Regions from separate parts of the Mus musculus genome. Here all the other regions are linked to region 3. The links are chromatin contacts, called in public Hi-C, HiChIP or PLAC-seq and promoter capture Hi-C maps. All regions are on one chromosome and are shown on one strand. The core of a region is the stretch at or near the end of the contact, and the rest is flanking DNA. Distances in the headings are between cores, read along the strand shown.

What was found. A called contact is a pair of places that touch in the nucleus more often than the background predicts. HiChIP or PLAC-seq counts read pairs in DNA pulled down with a chosen protein or histone mark. Capture Hi-C pulls out chosen DNA fragments and counts their contacts.
Region 1: a FOXA1 HiChIP or PLAC-seq map of pancreatic cancer cells shows a contact between it and region 3. The contact joins the promoter of Trp53bp1 here to the promoter of Mageb3 in region 3. A contact is called at or near these places in 1 of 39 promoter capture datasets (pre-B cells), 2 of 484 Hi-C or Micro-C datasets (CD8 T cells and embryonic stem cells), 2 of 115 datasets of contacts at active chromatin or transcription factors (pancreatic cancer cells and stem cell-derived neural progenitor cells) and 1 of 9 other capture datasets (adipose tissue).
Region 2: a contact with region 3 is called in a promoter capture Hi-C map of liver. The contact joins the promoter of Slc30a4 here to the promoter of Mageb3 in region 3. A contact is called at or near these places in 1 of 39 promoter capture datasets (pre-B cells) and 2 of 9 other capture datasets (adipose tissue and liver).
Region 4: a contact with region 3 is called in an HNF4G HiChIP or PLAC-seq map of pancreatic cancer cells. The contact joins the promoter of Ckmt1 here to the promoter of Mageb3 in region 3.
Region 5: a promoter capture Hi-C map of liver shows a contact between it and region 3, with 3 times the contacts expected there. The contact joins the promoter of Gatm here to the promoter of Mageb3 in region 3. A contact is called at or near these places in 3 of 39 promoter capture datasets (hippocampal neurons, liver and pre-B cells) and 2 of 9 other capture datasets (liver and pancreatic islet).
Region 6: a contact with region 3 is called in a Hi-C map of CD8 T cells, with 6 times the contacts expected there. The contact joins the promoter of Lcmt2 here to the promoter of Mageb3 in region 3. A contact is called at or near these places in 3 of 484 Hi-C or Micro-C datasets (CD8 T cells, pro-B cells and uterus) and 1 of 115 datasets of contacts at active chromatin or transcription factors (astrocytes).
Region 7: a contact with region 3 is called in a promoter capture Hi-C map of liver, with 4 times the contacts expected there. The contact joins the promoter of Spata5l1 here to the promoter of Mageb3 in region 3. A contact is called at or near these places in 6 of 39 promoter capture datasets (the C10 cell line, frontonasal cranial neural crest, liver and 2 more), 1 of 484 Hi-C or Micro-C datasets (CD8 T cells) and 2 of 9 other capture datasets (adipose tissue and liver).

The regions. Positions count from the first base shown.
Region 1 is chr2:121,270,059-121,272,758 of GRCm38.p6, reverse strand. It overlaps Trp53bp1 (transformation related protein 53 binding protein 1), which reads left to right and starts at 1,352. Exons shown (of 28, transcript NM_013735.4): 1 at 1,352-1,487; 2 at 2,051-2,235; 3 at 2,450-2,540. The coding sequence starts at 1,481.
Region 2 is chr2:122,701,260-122,703,959 of GRCm38.p6, reverse strand. It overlaps Slc30a4 (solute carrier family 30 (zinc transporter), member 4), which reads left to right and starts at 1,297. Exons shown (of 7, transcript NM_011774.3): 1 at 1,297-1,930. The coding sequence starts at 1,540. 4930417H01Rik (a long non-coding RNA gene) reads right to left here and starts at 1,321. Exons shown (of 5, transcript XR_866691.3): 1 at 976-1,321.
Region 3 is chr2:121,954,753-121,957,452 of GRCm38.p6, reverse strand. It overlaps Mageb3 (melanoma antigen, family B, 3), which reads left to right and starts at 1,361. Exons shown (of 1, transcript NM_008545.2): 1 at 1,361-2,700. The coding sequence starts at 2,234. It overlaps Ctdspl2 (CTD (carboxy-terminal domain, RNA polymerase II, polypeptide A) small phosphatase like 2), which reads right to left and starts at 1,452. Exons shown (of 13, transcript NM_212450.4): 1 at 836-1,452.
Region 4 is chr2:121,357,182-121,359,881 of GRCm38.p6, reverse strand. It overlaps Ckmt1 (creatine kinase, mitochondrial 1, ubiquitous), which reads right to left and starts at 1,272. Exons shown (of 9, transcript NM_009897.3): 1 at 881-1,272; 2 at 105-303. The coding sequence starts at 1,032. It overlaps Gm33947 (a long non-coding RNA gene), which reads left to right and starts at 1,063. Exons shown (of 2, transcript XR_374934.4): 1 at 1,063-1,700; 2 at 1,967-2,067.
Region 5 is chr2:122,609,850-122,612,549 of GRCm38.p6, reverse strand. Gatm (glycine amidinotransferase (L-arginine:glycine amidinotransferase)) reads left to right here and starts at 1,273. Exons shown (of 9, transcript NM_025961.5): 1 at 1,273-1,402; 2 at 2,663-2,700. The coding sequence starts at 1,334.
Region 6 is chr2:121,139,254-121,141,953 of GRCm38.p6, reverse strand. It overlaps Lcmt2 (leucine carboxyl methyltransferase 2), which reads left to right and starts at 1,256. Exons shown (of 1, transcript NM_177846.3): 1 at 1,256-2,700. The coding sequence starts at 1,354. It also overlaps a transcript of Adal not described here.
Region 7 is chr2:122,629,367-122,632,066 of GRCm38.p6, reverse strand. It overlaps Spata5l1 (spermatogenesis associated 5-like 1), which reads right to left and starts at 1,442. Exons shown (of 3, transcript NM_001033256.4): 1 at 308-1,442. The coding sequence starts at 1,381.

The DNA of each region.
Region 1 (2,700 bases), core at 103-2,602, 680 kb after region 3:
GGGGTCTTTTTTTTTTTTTTTTTTGATTGCATTGATTTGATGTCTAGTACTCAGTAGAGAAACTCAGGAGTCAATCATGAATGATTTTAGGATTAAGAGGTAAGATGTGTCTCTGTGATTTGGGTCATTTTTGCTCTACTTGTAAAACATTCTAGGATTGGAATTTTAGTTATAACAATAGATCCTAAAATTTTCAGAGCGATTTCGTTTAAGCTGATCCTTTTGTTCCCACAAGTAATGCGTATGAAGACAACATGCTTTGATTTTTGGGTTAGGAGAATATGATCACTGTAATTTATAGCAGCAGAGAGGAGATTGGCTGGTAGGATGCTCCTCTCTAAGCTTGGCTTATTTCAAGTGCTAAACTGGGCATTTATAGAAGTTGAGAATCATGTATGGGCTGTGCCTAAATAATTCTGAGTCTGGAGTAGAGAAAACCGCCTCCATTTTAATGCCTTCTATGTATATTCTTGGCACTGTGCTAGGTGCTTTCCCTCCTGACAGCTGCTTGGTTAGAATTCTAGCCCAGATCCAACGGCTCTTTAAATTAAAATGACAGTGAAACCACATATGTATCTTGAGCTCAGTTCATTAATAGTTGTCACAGCTGCCACACCCTTTATAAGACCCTGACACCATGATTAGGATAATTAAATCTCTGGGCCTGGATCCTTTAGGTCATTGAGTTAGTAGGGGTGACAGCTGTTCTCTTTGCTTCTAGTTTGAGGATTACAATGCTCAGTTCGTTCAATGGGAGGTGCAAAGCGTCTGGGGCTGCTGCAATTCCCTAAAAGAAAGGGCAGAGAGAGACAAATAGGGAAGCTTGAAAGGGAGTGGGAACACGAAGACAATATAAAACAACAAAATCAAAACTGCCAGAGACATAGAGTGGGAAAACGGAAGCCTTTAAATTCAGGCAGAGGTCTACAAATGGGATCCTGATCGACACTGGCAAACCCCACAGAGGCTTCTCTTCCATTTCACCATTTCAGAAGTACTAGCTCTCCTCAATTCTCCTCCTCTTTGCCCTTTCTTTGAAAATCCAGGAGACTCTCCTTTTCCACGGAAGTCAGTGAAGGGGCCGAAGCCCTCAAGTGTGAGTAGTGAGTACCCCCGTCCTTCAGGCAGGGGTTTTTATTTCATGCCCTCTTAATGTCCCTTCGGTTCAAGGATACTGTCATGCTGGCTGTATTAGGGGGAGGGCCTGCGACGTCCATGCTACCATGGAAACACGCCGCCGTGTTCCTTTTCTTACGCTGGGGGCGGGCACTTCACCTCAGCCACCTATCATCCATAGGATTTCCTGAGTGGCAGACAACAGCAGCGAATGGGCGATCCGATATTGCGTGACGTGACGGGAAAAGGGGGAGCTCGCGGCCAGTGGCGGCGGTGGCGACAGTGGCGACCTGGGGATCGACCTGGAGGGGCCTGGGCAGCGTGCAGAAACCTCTAGATCCAGCGCGAGGCACCTCTCGCCGGGATGCCAGGTAGTGCTGCGAGCGGAGCCGAGCTAGCGGGCCGCAGAGGCCCGGGTGGCGGGCTTGAAGGGCTGGCCGCCTGGAGGGGGCGGGGTGGCAAGCATGGCGGCGGTGACGGGGACGGGGTTGGAGGGCCGGGGAGGGGGTGGGGAGGCAGCCGCCGCGGTGGTCCTGAGGCCGCATGAGGGCCGTGGGCTTCCCGCCCGCCGGGGTTGCGAAGAGGTCTTCCCGGGGCTCAGTGGCGTCAGAACGCGGGGAGAGTTGTGTGGGGGATGGAAAGGGGCGGGGAGAAGAGGTGAGGAAGGAAGCGTGTCTGAGGGAAGGTGAAGAGAAAGGAGGGAGGGAGGGGGAGATCGAAGGATCCAGAGGCGCGGTGGTAAATAACGGAGAAATGAGGGCTGGGGAGATGGCTGAGAAAGTGCTAAGAGCGATTGCAAATGTGGGCTACTGGGTAGCCCTAGAATGGTCCCTTTCTCGATCTCACACTTCCGCCCCTTTATTTAGTCTCAGATTGTGTGTGGAAAGCTCAATAGGGTTACTCTTCGAACTGATCTTTTGTTATTCCATTCCAGGGGAGCAGATGGACCCTACTGGAAGTCAATTGGATTCAGATTTCTCTCAGCAAGACACTCCTTGCCTGATAATAGAAGATTCTCAGCCTGAAAGCCAGGTTCTGGAAGAAGATGCAGGCTCTCACTTCAGCGTGCTATCTCGACACCTTCCTAATCTGCAGATGCACAAAGAGAACCCCGTGTTGGTGAGTGAGTGATGATGCCCTGTTCAAGTTATTATTTTTTTCTGACCCCCCTACACCAAACTAACCCAGAAAATTAACGTGTTTAGTTGATTGTTAGCTTTTGGATAAAGTTGGTGGGGAACGAAAAATGAAATCAACGTGTTCTCACCCACAGAAAGGTCCCTGTTGTACTACTTTGTGTACTGTGAGGATCTTATGTGCTCATGTTTTCTAGGATATTGTATCAAATCCGGAACAATCTGCTGTAGAACAAGGAGACAGTAATAGCTCATTCAATGAACATCTGAAAGAAAAGAAAGCTTCAGGTGAGCAGTTGAAGGCTTGGCTCTCTGCAGTGTTTAAGGTCCTGTGGGGGCAGAACGATTTAAACATGCAGTTGAGATTATGTGTAAGGAAGCCTAGTTTGTTATCTAGTGTTCAGTAAGCCTTTGGATACCCGTGATTAGTTTGGTGTTGCCTCCATTT
Region 2 (2,700 bases), core at 48-2,547, 750 kb before region 3:
TCAGCACAGCGCGCTGGAAATGTCCCCAAACAACCCATCCTTTTATTTCAACTATTCTTGAAACATTCACATCCCTCCTACCTTGAGGCTGCATTTAAGAGACTCCGATGACACTCCTGAAACATTGTAGGCAGTTAAATGGGACATTAAAAACAACAGAACAATCTACTCCTAAGATATTTGGAGCCGAGGAATGTAATGGCTCGTAAGCTGTCTCCCTTTGGCTATTACCATCGTGTCCTGATTGATGAAATTCTAGGCAATAGCCTTCCCTTCCTGATCTCGGGACCATGGAGGGTCTAATTTGCTTTCATGACTGCAGCTCTGGGGGAAAACTTAGGACTGAGGGATCACTCTGGAATACAGAAGTAGCCAGGGCTTTCTTTTCGCACCGGATTCTAAGGTGTCAACAGAATCGTTAAAATTGCCTCGTGTGATTTTTTTCATTGTATTTTTGTGACCTGAAATTTTGGTAAGATATAAAAACTTTTTAAAATATTGTCTTTGTAAACCCTGGGGAAGTAGGAGCTTGCAGGACACCACAGGCAAGATGCAGGTGTAGCCCCGTGTCTAACTTGCATGAGCCCCTGGATTAGATCCTAAGGATCTCAAAAGGAAAGAAAGGTGGAAGCCAAGGATTTACACTTTAAAATGAATTCTACCAACAGTGTTGCCTTTAATCTTGCTTCTTGAGGACATTTGAGAATGTGATGAAACATAGGGAAAGTAAGCTCACACAATTGTGCCCAAGGAGCGTAGCAGTGAACACAGAAGGAAGACACATATTTGCTGAGAAACAGGAAACTTTAAAGCAAGCCATAGAACTACTGACCATCCTAGTCTTGTCCTAGCCTTTTGACCAAGATAATCGGCAATTTTTTGCCGATTGGGTAGAAGAAAAGCTACCAGGATTCCCACTTGGTAAGAAAGCACTAAAGGACATTTTCCACGGACCATCCATAACCAAGATCGGACCTGAGATTCCCGAGACCCATCTCCAGTGGAGGGAATTCAGAGCAGTGACACCCAGCTCCGGGGGGACCTTCCCGCGGCACACCCGGGGGCTCAGAGCGCACAAGACCTCAGAGCCCGAGAGGCGGGGCCGGGAGGGCGGGGGCAGGGGGCGACGCGCGACCACGCCCCCTCGGCGCGCCCCCAAGCGGCGGCCTGCGTGCCCGCGCCGACCCCTCCCCTCGCGCCTCGCGGGCGCACGCGCCGCCTCGTTCAGGGGCCGGAGGAGGCCGGGCCTGTCAGACCCCGCGGCCGGCCTCCCAGCGGCACGGGGCGGGCGGGTGCAGTGGCTGGGGCTCGGCCTCGGTCCCTGGCCCGGGTCGCAGTAGCGCGAGCTCCGGGCGGGGATGCGCGGCGGCGTCGGCCCGCAGGTAGCCGAGCACCGCCGAGTCCGGAGCTGGCGCGCGGCCGGGGCGCGGCGACAGGAGCGGGGTCTCGTTCTCCTCACGATGGGCAGGGACGCGCCGCGCTGCCCTGAGGAGCCCGAGCGCCGGTGAAGGCGGAGTCGCCGGCCGCCCCTCCGCTGCCATGGCCGGCCCCGGCGCGTGGAAGCGCCTCAAATCCCTGCTGAGGAAAGACGACACGCCGCTGTTCTTAAATGACACCAGCGCCTTCGACTTCTCGGACGAGGTGAGCGACGAGGGGCTTTCGCGCTTTAATAAACTTCGAGTCGTGGTGGCCGACGATGACTCGGAAGCCCCGGAAAGGCCTGTGAACGGGGCGCACCCGGCCCTCCAGGCCGACGATGACTCCTTATTGGACCAGGACTTACCTTTAACCAACAGTCAGCTGAGTTTGAAAATGGACCCCTGTGACAACTGCAGCAAGCGACGCGAGTTGCTGAAGCAGAGGAAGGTGAAGACCAGGCTGACCATCGCTGCCGTCCTCTACTTGCTTTTCATGATCGGAGAGCTTGTAGGTGAGTTGTGTCGCCGACTCGCTTGCCTTTGACTTTGTCCAGCTGTTAGCTACGCCGGAGTTGAGGTGGAAACTTTGTTTTCAGGAAGTTTGCTGAGTATCTAGACTTTCGTGGGTCCATAGGAAAGGGACACGGGATTCCAAAGTGCGGTTCCCGTGAGCGCCCACTGAGAGCTTGCAGGTATATCTTGTAACTCCCATAAACAGTGCCTTTTACTGTAGGGTTTAGGGTGTTATCTTGACTGTATATCATGTAACTTCTCCTTTTACAGATTCTGATAAAATGCCAGGTTTATCTTTCAACGTCTAAAATAATTCTGACATGGATTAGAATCAGAATTTTATAGTACTAAGGGATGTTACTGAACACCATTCTGTTTTCTCACACAGAAGTTCTGAAGGGATTAGATTATGAGGAATCTTATTGGGAAAAGAGAGAGCCATCCACAGTACCAGACTTTCCTCTCTGTCTACATTTTGGTTATTTGATGCTTATTTATGCCGCTTCCTTTTGAGCTTATAGCCAAGGGCTTTACAAAACTCTATACAGCCAACTAATTAAAAGTTCATTATTAAAAGGAGTATCTACAGTTTGCTAGAGGTCTCCCCGGCAGCTGCAGAAGCTAGGGTTTTTTTTTTTCTCCTTTTTTAACTGATTTCAGATAATTTCTCACTCTAAGGTTCTTGCTTTAGACCTTATTTTTACTGTCGCATTAGTTTATAGTCGTCCTTTGATATCCAAGGTGGGTTGCTTCCAGGAGTCCTCTCTAG
Region 3 (2,700 bases), core at 112-2,611:
TACTCATGTCAGGAGCTTAGGGTAGTTTCCTGGCAGTATCTCAGTAGGTTTCTCCGAGGTACTCTGAGAGTGCCTAACGTCATTCACACATCCAGCTACCACTAGGGCGAGAAGTAAATAAACACTATTTATTTATGCAATTATTTATCACAGAATCCTGGTCAAGAACGCAAAGGTAAACTCATACGGACTTACCCAACGTAAACAACATGCTAAATAGAATTAAGATTCACCCTTAACTAACCACTACGGAAATCAGAGGCCTCCTACACACGCTGGTTTTTACTACCACACTTGACTTTAAAAAGTAGTAATGTCAACTCAACATTTTAGCAGTACAGAAAACGACAGAAGCTCCAAGAACCTCTTTCCAGATTCTCAAAGGATGTCTGTAAGAGCTCAAGTAGAGAGAGCAACGCCCCCCTAATGCACCCTACAAGAATGAAATACCAAAAACATTACGTGGGCCCACAAGAAGGTTCGAAAAGGCAATCTAACTTAATTAGCTATCGGGTCCACGGGGTCAGAGACTGGGAACGTGAGATGGGGTTGGGGGTGGGTAGCAAAGTGAAATCTAACCCCAGAAATCACAACACAGGCCGCAGCCTAAGAGCTGAAGCTGGCGGGAAGTGAGCTCCCTGGCCGTTCCCTGGGGAAAGTCCAAGCCAGAGCAGCTTCCACGACAGTGGACGTACAAGGCGCCAACAGTGCATGCCTACGGACGTTGCTGGAACCGCTGAGGGCTCGGCTAGAGAAGGGGAGGAGATCCCGGCAGACGGCCCTGAGAGAGGACTGAGCTTCGGAGCAACGGCAGCGTCTGGACCAAGGGAATTACCTTCACTGTGACGACAGAAAAGTGTCTTCGGGCTCCGGCGATGGTCCCGACTGCGCAATAGGTGGTGTCTTTCCCGCTTATCCCTCAGCAGCAACAGAACCAGCTCCTTCAGCCAGTCGCCATTTCCCGCCTACCGACCTGCTGCACCGCACGGACAGGGACCCGGATGGAAAGCGGCCTCCCTGCGCAGGCGCTCTGGCTCCCTCCTCCCCCGCCCGCCCCGATCCGGAGAGGCGGGAGGGAAGGAATGCGGGAGGCCTGGGCGGCAGCGGGGGAGGGGAAACCAACTTTTACTACCGTGAAGAGGCTGAAGTTTCTGCCGCCTTAGGGAACTCACCAGAGCGAATTCCTGACCAAAAGAAAAACAAGAAACAACAACAACAAAAAACAATGAAAAAAAAATGAGCTTAGGGCCCGAGGAGTTAGACTGGACTCAGCCTCCGATGGGGCTCGGAGCGTGGGGGACGTTTGTACTTCGGGGGCCTCCGTAGCGGGCTGCGGGGTGGTCGCAGGGGGAGTAGGGAGGAAAGCGTTAGCAGCGGAGGCGGGGACGCCGGGGGCGGTTTTCCCTCCCGCCGCTAACGGAACCGCCTAGAGCCGGGCGACAAGGAGAGCGCGCCCTGGCCTGGGAGGCGGGGTTTAAGAACGCGCCGCGCACCCAGCGGCCAGGGTTAGCGACTAGGCGGCGGTGGGTGGAGCCGGCGGGAAGGGGCGGTGCTAACGGCTTGGCGCGCTGGAGCGGGAGCCAGTGCCTTGCGCTCCCGATGGCCAGACCCAGCCTGGTCCCGGTGCTTTCGGAGGTTCGCGGAGTGTCCCCGAGGTTCTCTTCCTAGGTCACTTTGCTAGCGGGAGCCCCTGTTGCCCTTGGACCTATGAAGGAGACTCTTAACCCTTCCCTTCCTCGCGATGTGGGCAGTGATCCTGTACGCTTAAAACTCGAGTCTTTCAAATGGGTTTTCACACACGACTGTGGGCTCCATCTAGAATCTGGATGATTCTTAATCTTCTTGATGCTGAAACGCTTTTAATAGAGTTCCTCATGTATGATGACCCCACCAACCATAAAATTATCTTTGTTGTTACTTCATGGCTGTAATTTTGCTAGTGTCATGAATCGGAATGCAAATATGTTTTCCCATGATCTTATTCAACCTGTGGTTTGACCTCTTAAGGGTTGCAACCCACAAGTTGAGAAACACTGGTCTAGATAGCACTTTTGACTGAAATTCCAAGCTGATCTCATTATTCTATAAGAAATGCTGATTGAGACAGGAGAGGCTTGGACGCCAGTCTGAAGAGAACAATCCTAGGGTTTGCAGAAAAGAGCTTGATCCACGAGTTCGGAAGTCCTGATTCCTGCCTGTCAGCTCTTCTACTTCAGTCCTGAGCACAGTCAACATGCCTAGGGGTCAAAAGAGTAAGAGCCGCTCCCGTGCTAAACGACAGCAGTCACGCAGGGAGGTTCAAGTAGTTCAGCCCACTGCAGAGGAAGCAGGGTCTTCTCCTGTTGACCTGAGTGCTGGGTCCAGCTTCCCTGGTGGTTCTGCTCCTCAGGGTGTGAAAAACCCTGGATCTTTTGGTGCAGGTGTATCCTGCACAGGCTCTGGTATAGGTGGTAGAAATGCTACTGTCCTGCCTGATACAAAAAGTTCAGATGGCACCCAGGCAGGGACTTCCATTCAGCACACACTGAAAGATCCTATCATGAGGAAGGCTAGTGTGCTGATAGAATTCCTGCTAGATAAATTTAAGATGAAAGAAGCAGTTACAAGAAGTGAAATGCTGGCAGTAGTTAACAAGAAGTATAAGGAGCAATTCCCTGAGATCCTCAGGAGAACTTCTGCACGCCTAGAATTGGTCTTTGG
Region 4 (2,700 bases), core at 23-2,522, 600 kb after region 3:
TCACTGGATCAGAACGTTTGAGTATAGACAATCCAGAGTCTTGAGGGAACAGACATGAGGGATCTTTAGGAGGAAGGAACTGGGATTTCTGAGGGGCCCCCTACCTCATAGGTCTCCTCATCTCCAGCCACCATGCCCACAGTCTTGATGAAGGGGTGGCCAGGGTTGTCCACTCCAGTCTGGATGCACTGATCTAGTGTCCAACCAGTGGGTGTGGTCTTGTCGCAGAGCCGTGCATAGACTGCTGGGGTCAGGTGACTGGCCATGCAGTTGTTGTGCTTTCGGAGGTCTGGGTACTCAGCGCTGGGAAGGGGGTACCCAGTAACCATGGAGGGAGGGCACAGGAGCCTAGACCTACTGATGTCAGCTGGGAGCTGTCCAGTGAGCCATGTCTGGCTTTGCTTATTGGAAGGAGGGGGAATTAGAGGTAGGCTAAATCTTGATAATCTCTTCAGGGATTTCCAGGGTCTTTTCTTTCCTAATAGTTCTAACACCTCAATTCCCCCTTGTCTACAGAGTTGCTTTTCTCTAGTGAGCATAACATTAGAGATGGGGGAGGGGAGAGACTCAGGAGAATTCGGGAGAACAAGGAGAATAGGTCGAGATTAAAAAAAAAAAAAAAAGCTTCTAGTCATCCAAAAAGGATTTGGGCAGTGGGTGAACCTAGAATTTGCAAAGGTAAAGCTGGTGTGGAGGCAGTGACATCGGGTGACATGTCCTTAGACATGTTCTTCCATTACAGGGCTAGGATCTCCAAACTGTACAGGAAATCCATCTTCGAGGCCTATCTTTTGCTCAGGTTATCCTCTCTACCTGTTCGGTTCCCATCACCACCACTACCACCCCCAGCCCCCACCTCGTGCATCTCAGGCTCTAATACCTCGGGGGATACAGTCTCCTCCGTTCAGCAGCGGCAGCTCCTACAGATTCCGGGCGGAGCAGAATCCCGGCGGTGAGAGACCCAGCTCCAGCCAAAGCCAGGAGCCTGAGTCCAGGGCGGGCAGACAGCAGACGGGAGAAGGGACCAGCCATGGCTTGGGGATGCGGCTACAAAGATTCAGAGCAGGATCTGGCGCAAGTCAGGAACTAGGAGGGAAGATGCAACCGGGTAGAGAGAGGACGGAGCTGGGTCGGAGACTGGAGCCAAAATAGGGGTCACGATGAAGGCTGAAGCTGAAGTGGCAGCCGGTGCCTACCAGGCTGCAGGAGAAGCGCAGCGAAGCAAGGAGCCAGCCAGAGCAGAGGGAGGCCCCAGCCGCAGTCTCCAGGGGTGGGGCTCACTCAGGCTCCGCCTTCCCGCCTGCCACCGCGCTAGGTGTGCGGGGGTGGGGTTGGGTAGCACTAGCCAGGTAATTAAGAAGACCGGAGATTTACTCCCTGAGGCTGGAGACAGACGCCCACCAAGGATGAGGGTGGTCAGATTTCAGCACTAAGTAGAGGACAGCACCACAGGGATTCCCGAACCTGAAACCCCCCTTCTTTCATACCCTCTCTGTTTAAATCTGAAACCCAATCCGTCTATTTTCTGGGTTTTAGGGGTGGGGGTGGGGAGGTTGACATTGCCCAGCCTCTTTTCTGAATTCGATCTGCACGCCATCTCTCCATTTTCCCCAGGAGAGTCAGCCGCAGGAAAACCACAGAATAAACAGATAGAGGAGGAAGACTGAGCGAGCTCAGGGGAAAGACAGCACAGCCTCAAGGTCACCTTCCCCTAAGAACCAGGAAGAGCACCAGGGAACTCCCAGCTACACCTATGCTTTCCTAATAAGATTGAGAAAGGATCCCTTAAGAATCAGAAAGCTATTGGCTCTTATCCTGTCTATTCTGTCTCCCAAACTCACTGCCTCCAAGTCTTCAGCTTGGCTATTTCCTGCCTCTCATTGGGGACCTGCTTTTTTTTTCTTTTTTTCCTCTACTCTAACCCCTGCTTCACCTTTGATCTTTTATTTCTCTTCTTCTTTTCCAGGCTTAAATCTGTTTGCTGTTCGAAGGACTCTTCCTGAGTAGTGTCTGAAAGCCTACCTGTTGATTGCTCTGGGTGTGGGGCTGGGGTTGGGCAGGGAATGGTGAGTTTCTTCTTCCTTCTCTTCCTTCTTCTCTGCAGCTGGCAGTTCCTGGACTGGAGGGGGAATATAAAGAGAGGAGGAGGGTGTGGTGAGATGACTGGGTGTGGAATGGAACAGGCAGGCACAGGTCTCCCGAACCACTCGTGCTTCCTCTCTTGGCTTGCTAAGGCAGTTTAATCTGGAGTGTGAAGGCTGGTAGTATCCAAGGGCATAAGGTCATCAGGGAGTCTCTGTCTTCTTCCTGGTCCGCTCTCTCTTTTGCGAAGTGCATACTCAGACTCAAGAGGGTTTGTTTCCACAGCTACGTGCTGGGCTAGGAGCAACTTGACTTTTATTAGTGCAGGAAGGGGAATGAAAGCTGAAGCTGAGATAGAGACCTGAGGTTTGGGTGCGGAGGGCCAGCCAAAGCAAAGCAGACATATTGCCATTAATATGTCTACCTTCAGCTTCCTGATGTTCCAGAAGACAGTAAGATATTTGGAAGTTGTAAGAAAGTACTTGGGAAAAAGAATTACCCTTCATAATCCCCACTGGCCCAACTAATATACATTCCTTTATTTCCCTCAAGTCCCCACCCCATATGTCTCCTTTCTGACCTTTCTCATTGGTGAGTATCCTTAGAAAGAATCCATTT
Region 5 (2,700 bases), core at 24-2,523, 660 kb before region 3:
TGCTGGCTCTTACAAGGTTTGTGGTGAGGTTTGTTTTGGCTGGTTTGGTTGGTTCGGTTGTTTGGCTGCTTTTAAATACAAGGTGAGTGAGAGCACTCTTCTACTAAGCTATATCCTGAACCTTAACCATCTTTTTAAATCCCTTCACTGAGAAGGGTACATCTCTGGTCACCCTAAGTACACCCAAAGACATAGTCCCCAGAGTTGATTGAGTTCATCTATTGGGTAAAAGTTTTAAGTTTTGAGAAATTCTTCAGATTCCCCGAAGCCCTCACTAGCAGAAGGAGCGAGCCTTTGATAGAAAGGTCCAGGGTTGTGCTTCCAAGCCACACAGCATTTTAAGAACAGAGCTAAGATAGGAACCTAGACTCACTGGCTCCCTTCACCATATCAGGACCTTGAGACCTCTTTGTTGAGTATTACCTCGTAATCATACGACTCTTAAGAGTTGCCTAGACTTTACCGGCACCGTTTATTTTGGTCTCTGGTTAGCTCGTGGACCAGGGACTATCAATGTCACCGTTCTCAGTTTCTAGAAAACACAACACAGAGAAGCCGGCAGGGGGGTGGGGGGTGCTCATCATACAAGCCTATAATCGCGGGATCCAGGAGAATGGAGGGCCGGAAGCCAGACTGGACGACACAGCCAGGCAAGAAGTACTCAAATCTGCCCCTTCTGCTAGGAAGTGATGTGTCTATTTGAGTTCTCTAGTTTTAGTTCTACAAATCCAGTTAAGGGAACTACTTTGTAATCAAGCACCCAAGTCATATTGAAAGAAACCTTTTAAGATGTGCCTCAGAAGCAGAAGCTAACTGTAGCTCCCCCACTCCTTATTACTTTTGACTTATTATTATCTGCCTGTTTTCATAACTGAGTTTCTCAAAGCAGGAGCACCTAGCCAAAGACCACCAGTGTTCTAAAGACCACCACCACATAGGCTCAGGTCGACAAACTTGGAAGCTAACTCGGGGCCGTTCCACTCAGTGGCCCATGGACTAAGACTGGCCTTGGGGTTTACACATTCAGGTTGAAAAATGGACTTCCAACAAGAGAGACTAAGGAACCATCATCCCTGCTAGGCATTGGGTAGCCTCTTCATGGGTCTTCGCCGCCGCTGACCTGAGCCAGTACGGGAGGCACGAGCTAAAAAAAAAAAAAAAAAAGGGCCAGCCCCGGGACGTGACCCACGGACGCCGAGGCCACCTGTTCCTGGCAGCCAATGGGCCAGGCCCTGGGCGCGGCTACAAAAGCAGCGCGCGCGGCCGCAGGCTGGGAGCTGGCGCGAGCTTGGCGACTAGGACCTTGTGCACGCGGAGCAGCAGAGACGGGGCGATGCTACGGGTGCGGTGTCTGCGCGGAGGCAGCCGAGGTGCCGAGGCGGTGCACTACATCGGCTCTCGGGTGAGTCCCTACGCTGCCTCGGGACCTCTGCGGGATGCAGGATGGGGACCCAGAGGGAGACTGGACACCCCGGTAACAGGGTGGCGTGGTCTGTGTTCCGTAGCCCGTGAGGGCGTTTTCTGGGAAGATGCATGTGAGGGCATGGACGGAGCCTACAGGCCGGCTCCAGCTGAAACTCTGGGATCCCTGGGCTTTACCGGGGAAGTTGGAATGAGTCCATCCTGTCCCCCACCTGCTGCTCTGCCAGGCCCTCTGCTTCCTTGGGATATCCGAGCCCATGCCTGCAGACCCTCCCTTGCTCCTTGACAGGAATAGCTCTGGCAGATGAGTTCTGCCAGCAGCTGGTTCTTGAACAGCTGTCATTTGCTCTCTTGCTTTGGGTCTCCACCCAAGAGTCCCTCTAGCTCCCTTCTTAGAGGACTTTTAACAGCCTGATAGAGTTTGGGGGCGGGATGAGGTTTGCCAGGGGGAGTGGGTAAGGGAATCTTCCTGCGCTAGGTTATACAGGCCTGTCTTAAAAAGAAGAAAGAAAGAAAGAGAGAAAGAAAGAAAGAAAGAAAGAAAGAAAGAAAGAAAGAAAGAAAGAAAGAAAGAAAGAAAGAAAGAAAGGAAGGAAGGAAGGAAGGAAGGAAGGAAGGAAGGAAGGAAGGAAGGAAGGAAGGAAGGAAGAAAGAAAGAAGGTTTTTAATATGCTTAGATCTCTTTTTAAGTTTACATTCTGTGCCTGCCTGGGTTAATCCTTATGGTACACATGACAGTCATCTCTGACTTGAAATGAAAAAAAAAAGTGATTAAAAAAAAGGTTGGGGTTGCTTATTCTGAAAGATAAGGTCTTTTCAGATCCCATGTTATTTACAGTAAAAAGAACTCCGTTTTGGTAACCTTCCAAACTGAAAAAGCAAGACTTCCTCCTTCAGTTGGACATTGCCGGTACTTACTGGGCACTTCCTTGAGGAAGAGGATGGCCTATCTTCTAAGAAAGTTTCTGAAAATTAGTTTGCAAAAACTTTGAGATAGATATGGGAAACATGTTGCTGGGAACCAGATCTTTCTGGGAGTTCTAAAAGATTACAGCATATGACAAAAACAAAATCAGTCTATCATCAACAAAAAGTTATGTGGGTTTTTTTTTTAATCACCCAAAACCCCTCTACTAGTCAACATCTTAGGGTCTCCTCAAGTACATATCTGTGTTATCCTGAGTCTCACACTTTAACCATACCTTGTTTGTGTGTGTGTGTGTGTTTGTTTGCTTTTAAGCTTGGAGGATCCTTAACAGGATGGGTGCAGCGAACTTT
Region 6 (2,700 bases), core at 7-2,506, 820 kb after region 3:
TGTGTCTGCAATGGGGAAATGACTAGTAAAAAAAAAAAAGAACAAGAAAAAAAAAAACACCCGAAAACTAAAAATCCAGCGTTCGTCTGTCCCTTTAACTCTGGGCTCCTTTAATCTACTGCGTAGGTCAGGTTAGCTTACACATGTAGCACGAATTTGCTTTTACAAGAAAACATGTTATTTCATATTTACGTCGCACAAACACTTTCCTTAAATGGGTTGGGTCTGTCAGGCGAAAATCCTGTCTCTGGATGGAGGGTAGTATTTGCTGCCTCCTGTCTCTGATCCTTCTGGTCGACTAGATGCCTTTATTAACATATCTTGCACGCACTGAATCATTCTGCCACACAATCTGCTCTTCTAAGACCACTAACGAGTTCCTAACCCTAAAACATTTTCCAATAACCAAATCTTCATAGAAAATTTTTCTTGATCCAGTTGGACTCCAGAACTCATACTCTCAGCCGTTACATACTACTGCTCTGAGTTAACCATTCTTCAAGTCTTTCTATTTCCTTTCCTAATCCAAGCAGACACTAAATTAGTAAATGATGAAGTTTCTACGCATCTCTGGGAGTGCTTTCTTACTGGTATCTCCTAAGCATCAAATGTAGAAACTTTAAAAGTCCAACCTGGGTTGCTTCCTTTAAACAACAACGCCACAGGGAATAATCACATCTCTTCTATAGCGATTTTCAGCAGACATACTCAATACCACATACGAATCACAGAATCTTGGAAGTGGAGGGGAGTGTCATTTTTACATGCTGAATACTTACTCACTGTAGACCTAGCACAGAATTTAGACTACATGAGAATAAACAGCACGTACAGGGGCAGTGGGTTAATAATAATCAGTAATTATCCGTAAAGGTCTCTTTCTTCACTTTCCATATGGCCTAATTTAAGATCTAAATGAGTTCTCCCTCGCAACGAGAACACTCAATAAAGGAGCAACTGTTACTTTTGTGCAAGGACCAATCTACTCTGGATTGCTTAAGATCCGAGGTGCTGGTCCTCTTTTGCCGGACCAAACCGGTATCAGGTCGTCAGCCTCCGATTCACCTAAAAATGTTCTCAAATAAGAGGATCTACACAAGTTTTTTTTTTCCCTGCAGAAAATGCCTGTACAAAGAGGTAACTTGAGCTCTCCAAGCGCTAGCTGTTACCGAAGCAGCTGGCGTGTTCCCAGGAAAACGTAATTTGGAAAGGGGGGGTGGGGGGGGGGAAGGTCAAAAAACCTCTCGCGGGTTTTGGCAGAGAGCGGTCTTCTCGGAAGTGACGCACCCAGAAGCGGATGAGCGGGAGCTCGGTAAGTGTTCTGTGTGCAGTATTGCTGAGCACCTTCTCGTCATGGGCCCGCGAGGCCGCCAGCGCCGGGCGGGAACGGTCCAGAGCACCAACGACAGCAGCTCCCTCAGCAAACGATCGCTTGCCGCACACGGATACGTGCGCGACCCCTTTGCGGCGCTGCTGGTCCCGGGACCCGTGCGGCGCACGCCGCTTATCCACCGCGGCTATTACGTGCGCGCGCGCGCCGTGCGTCACTGCGTGCGCGCCTTCCTCGAACTCACTAGCGCGCTCCCGTCCCGGACCAGAGCCCAGATCCTGTCCTTGGGCTCAGGCTCCGACTCGCTTTATTTTCGTCTGAAAGCGGCGGGCCTCCTGGCCCGAGCTGCCGTCTGGGAGGTGGACTTCCCGGACGTGTCTCGGCTCAAGGCGGAGAGGATCGAGGAGACCCCGGAGCTGCGTGCGCAGACCGGTCCTTTCAAGATCGGGGACTCGGCGTCATCTCTGTGCTTCGAGAGCGCGGACTACCGCATCCTGGGCGCGGACCTGCGGGAGCTCCAGCGATTAGGAGAGGCCCTGGATGGCGCCGGCCTGGACGCCACCTCTCCCACGCTGCTCCTGGCCGAGGCGGTGCTGACCTACTTGGAGCCCTCCAGTGCCACAGCCCTCATTGCCTGGGCCGCCCAGCGTTTCCCCGACGCCCTTTTCGTGATCTATGAGCAGATGCAGCCGGGGGATGCCTTTGGGCAGATCATGCTGCAGCACTTTCAGCGGTTGCATTCACCCTTGCATGGCCTGGAGCTGTTTCCCGTCGTGAAGGCCCAGCGCCAGCGCTTCCTTCAAGCTGGCTGGACTGCCTGCAGCGCCCTGGACCTGAACGAGTTCTATCGCCGCCTTCTCTCGGCAGAAGAGCGCCAGCGGGTTGAGACGCTTGAACCCTTTGATGAATATGAGGAGTGGCATCTGAAGTGTTCACATTATTTCATCCTGGCAGCATCTAGGGGAGACATTCTGTCAGAAACTCCAGTGTTTGAGCCCTCAGAGGCTTCTTTTCAGATAGATCCTGCCTCGCCTTCAGGGTTTCTTTCTGCCAGAGTAGTCACTAGTGACCACCAGCACTCAAGCCTGAAGCGATATGGCCACGCCTCTGCCCTCTTGAGCCCTGGCGTTATTTTCAGTGCAGGAGGCTTTGGAGAACAAGAGGGACGACACTGCCGAGTGAGCAGGTTTCACGTGCTCTCCAGATCCTGTGACTCGGAATGGGAAGGCTGCCAAATAAGTACCTTGGGGACTGAAGGCCAGTGGGATGGACGCCTTTATCACACCATGACAAGGCTTTCTGATACTCGGGTTCTGGTTCTTGGAGGAAGACTCTCCCCAGTAAGTCCAGCCTCTGGGGCTCTCCAACTT
Region 7 (2,700 bases), core at 193-2,692, 670 kb before region 3:
AAGACGCTAAAAAAGCCAGCCCTGACAACGTAGAACAGGAAGCTGGTATCCTGACATTTGAATACATTTAAGGGCTTATGCCTGTTTTTATTCACCTTCCCTGCCTTCTCTTACTGTGACTAAGTTCTCATTCCAAAGGCTATTTCAGTTTAATATGCATGCATCAGGATTAGTTACTTCAACAAAGCAAATGACCATCCTGCTTCCCAGAACGATTTGAACCCAGGTTCTAGCTTGCATGTGACAAGTGATCTACAACTCCTGCCTGACCCAACATTCCAAAAAGGCGAGCTTTCAGGAACTTTACCTCTCTGTCAAACCTGCCCGGCCTGCGAAGCGCTGGGTCTAACTCGTCTGGCCGGTTGGTGGCTCCCACAACCACAAACTCCCTGTCCCTGTGGATGCCGTCCAGCAGCGTCAACACCTGGGCCACCACTCGGCTCTCGGGAGCTCGGTGCGGGCCGCCTCTCCGGGGACACAGGGCATCCACTTCGTCCAGGAAGAGGAGGCTGGGTCCGCGGCTGGCCAGCTCCTGGGCTCGTTGGAAGATGCGCCGCACGTTCTCCTCGGTCTCCCCGGGCCGGGAGCCCTGCAACGCCGGGGCGCTCACCGCCAGCAGCTCGGCGCCAGTCTCGCGCGCCACGGCCCGCACTAACTGGGTCTTGCCCACTCCCGGGGGGCCCGCCAGGAGCACCCCGCGGGGCACAGCCAGCCCCAGCGCGGCTAGGGCGAGCGGGTAGCGCAGCGGCAGGCGGAGCAGCTCCCGTAGGGAGTCGGCGGTCTCCGACAGACCCCCAAGGGTCACCTCCCCGGGAGGCTCGACCTGTGGCGGAGGCTTGTCACTGAGCGTGATGCGGGTATGCGGTGTGACCCACCCGCCGGGCTCTGGGTCCGGTGTCCCGCCCATCACGTGCAGAGCTGCGACAGGGCCGGGGACACCCGGCGGGGTGGTCACCACGTGTCCCCGAGACACAGGCCGGTTGCGCAGCAGCTCGTGCACTACCTCCAGCACCGCGGCGGAACTCGGGGCTCCCGCCTGGGGCCGCAGCACCGGCCACACCTCTAGGCGCCGCAGGGGCGGACAGGGCACGGGTTGCAAGCAGTCCATACCTATCCTCCCCGTGGCCACCCGGGCCCCGGGGCTAGCGCACTGCGGGTCCAGCTGCACAAAGCCATCCACCCTGTCGCGCCGCGGCCAGGCCGTGCAGAGGCAGCAGCCGCCGGCGGGCAACGAGATCCTCAGCGGCGAGCCCAGGCGCGCACCCAAGCTGCGGAAGGCGGCCGGCCCCAGGCGGCAGCGCTGGGTGTCCCGGTCCCGGGGATCCACCGGCAGCAGCTTCAAAAGTTGTCCGTCGGGGAAGGGCCCCGAGTCCGGAGCCATGACTCGGGGAACCACGCCGGGGAAAGCCCGGCAGCAATCCACCCGGCTGCCGGATGCAGGCGGCGCGCATGCGCCAAGAAGGAACAAGCCTCTGATTGACGGTCGAAAGGACTTCTGGGAAAGTGAGAAAAGCCTGGCTCTCCATAAACATCAGACGCCCGGTAGTCGGTCCAAGAGCCTCAATGAAAAGGTCTCCGCTGGCATCTGACAGACATACGGCTGCTCCATTAGGCCATAAGAGTTTTCATTTTGTGAAGTAAAAAGATTTCTTAAGGAAAAAAAGAAAACCCAAACTGCTGACAAGGTGTAACGTGCTTACAGATATAAACAAGGTGTAAATAAAATACCCGCCAAATTAATCATGATACTCGCATCTTATGAAAGATCTTTTATCCTCGTTCCAAAGACTTGGAGCGTCTAGAAATGGGAAAGAAGACATTAATAATAAGACATAATAACCATCTTCAATATGTAAAGGGATGTGTGTGAAAGCTAGCGTGCGTGTGGATAGCTGTGGTAAAGAACTGACCAGGAAACGGAAGTTTAATAGGGTGATCTTAAGAGGTTTTTCTCTGCATATTTTGACCATGGTCGCATGAAAGGTACAGCTGAGAGTCATAACTGATGCCCACTGAGGCAATTAGAGTGAACTTAACCTTTCAGATTTCAGCACTGATTTAAAACAGGGGTAGAGGCTAAGTTAGTGGGGATATGGTGTGGAGGACAGTACATGTTTTTTCGTGTTGCATAAAGAGGCTGATCCCGTTCAGGGCCAAACTATAAAGTTCTCTGACCTTGGCCAAGAAATATACAGCATCCCCACTAAAACAGCCACTCCCCTCCTTGTGTCACAAATATCAGGAAGGGATTGTGTTTCTGGGCCCTCAACTCATTCACACATTCTCAGTAAAACTATAGATTATCTTTCCCAGGCAGCCTTAACCCATCCTGCTCCTCTGAGTCAGACCATTTTCATTGTATTGTTTCAGTCATCCATACATCTGAATTCATCATACTTACAATCTTGCAGGAAACCATTCTAAGCTTGCTGTGATGGTTCATACCTATATCACAACATTTGGGAGACTAAATAAGGATTAGAACAATTTATAGTTCTACCTGGGCTACTTAGTGAGGTCTAGGCAAGCCTAAACTACAGAATGGAGAAAGGTATCGAAAGAAAGAAAGAAAGAAAGAAAGAAAGAGAGAGAGAGAGAGAGAGAGAGAGAGAGAGAGAGAGAGAGAAAGAAAGAAAGAAAGAAAGAAAGAAAGAAAGAAAGAAAGAAAGAAAGAAAGAAAGAAAGAAAGAAAGAAAGAAA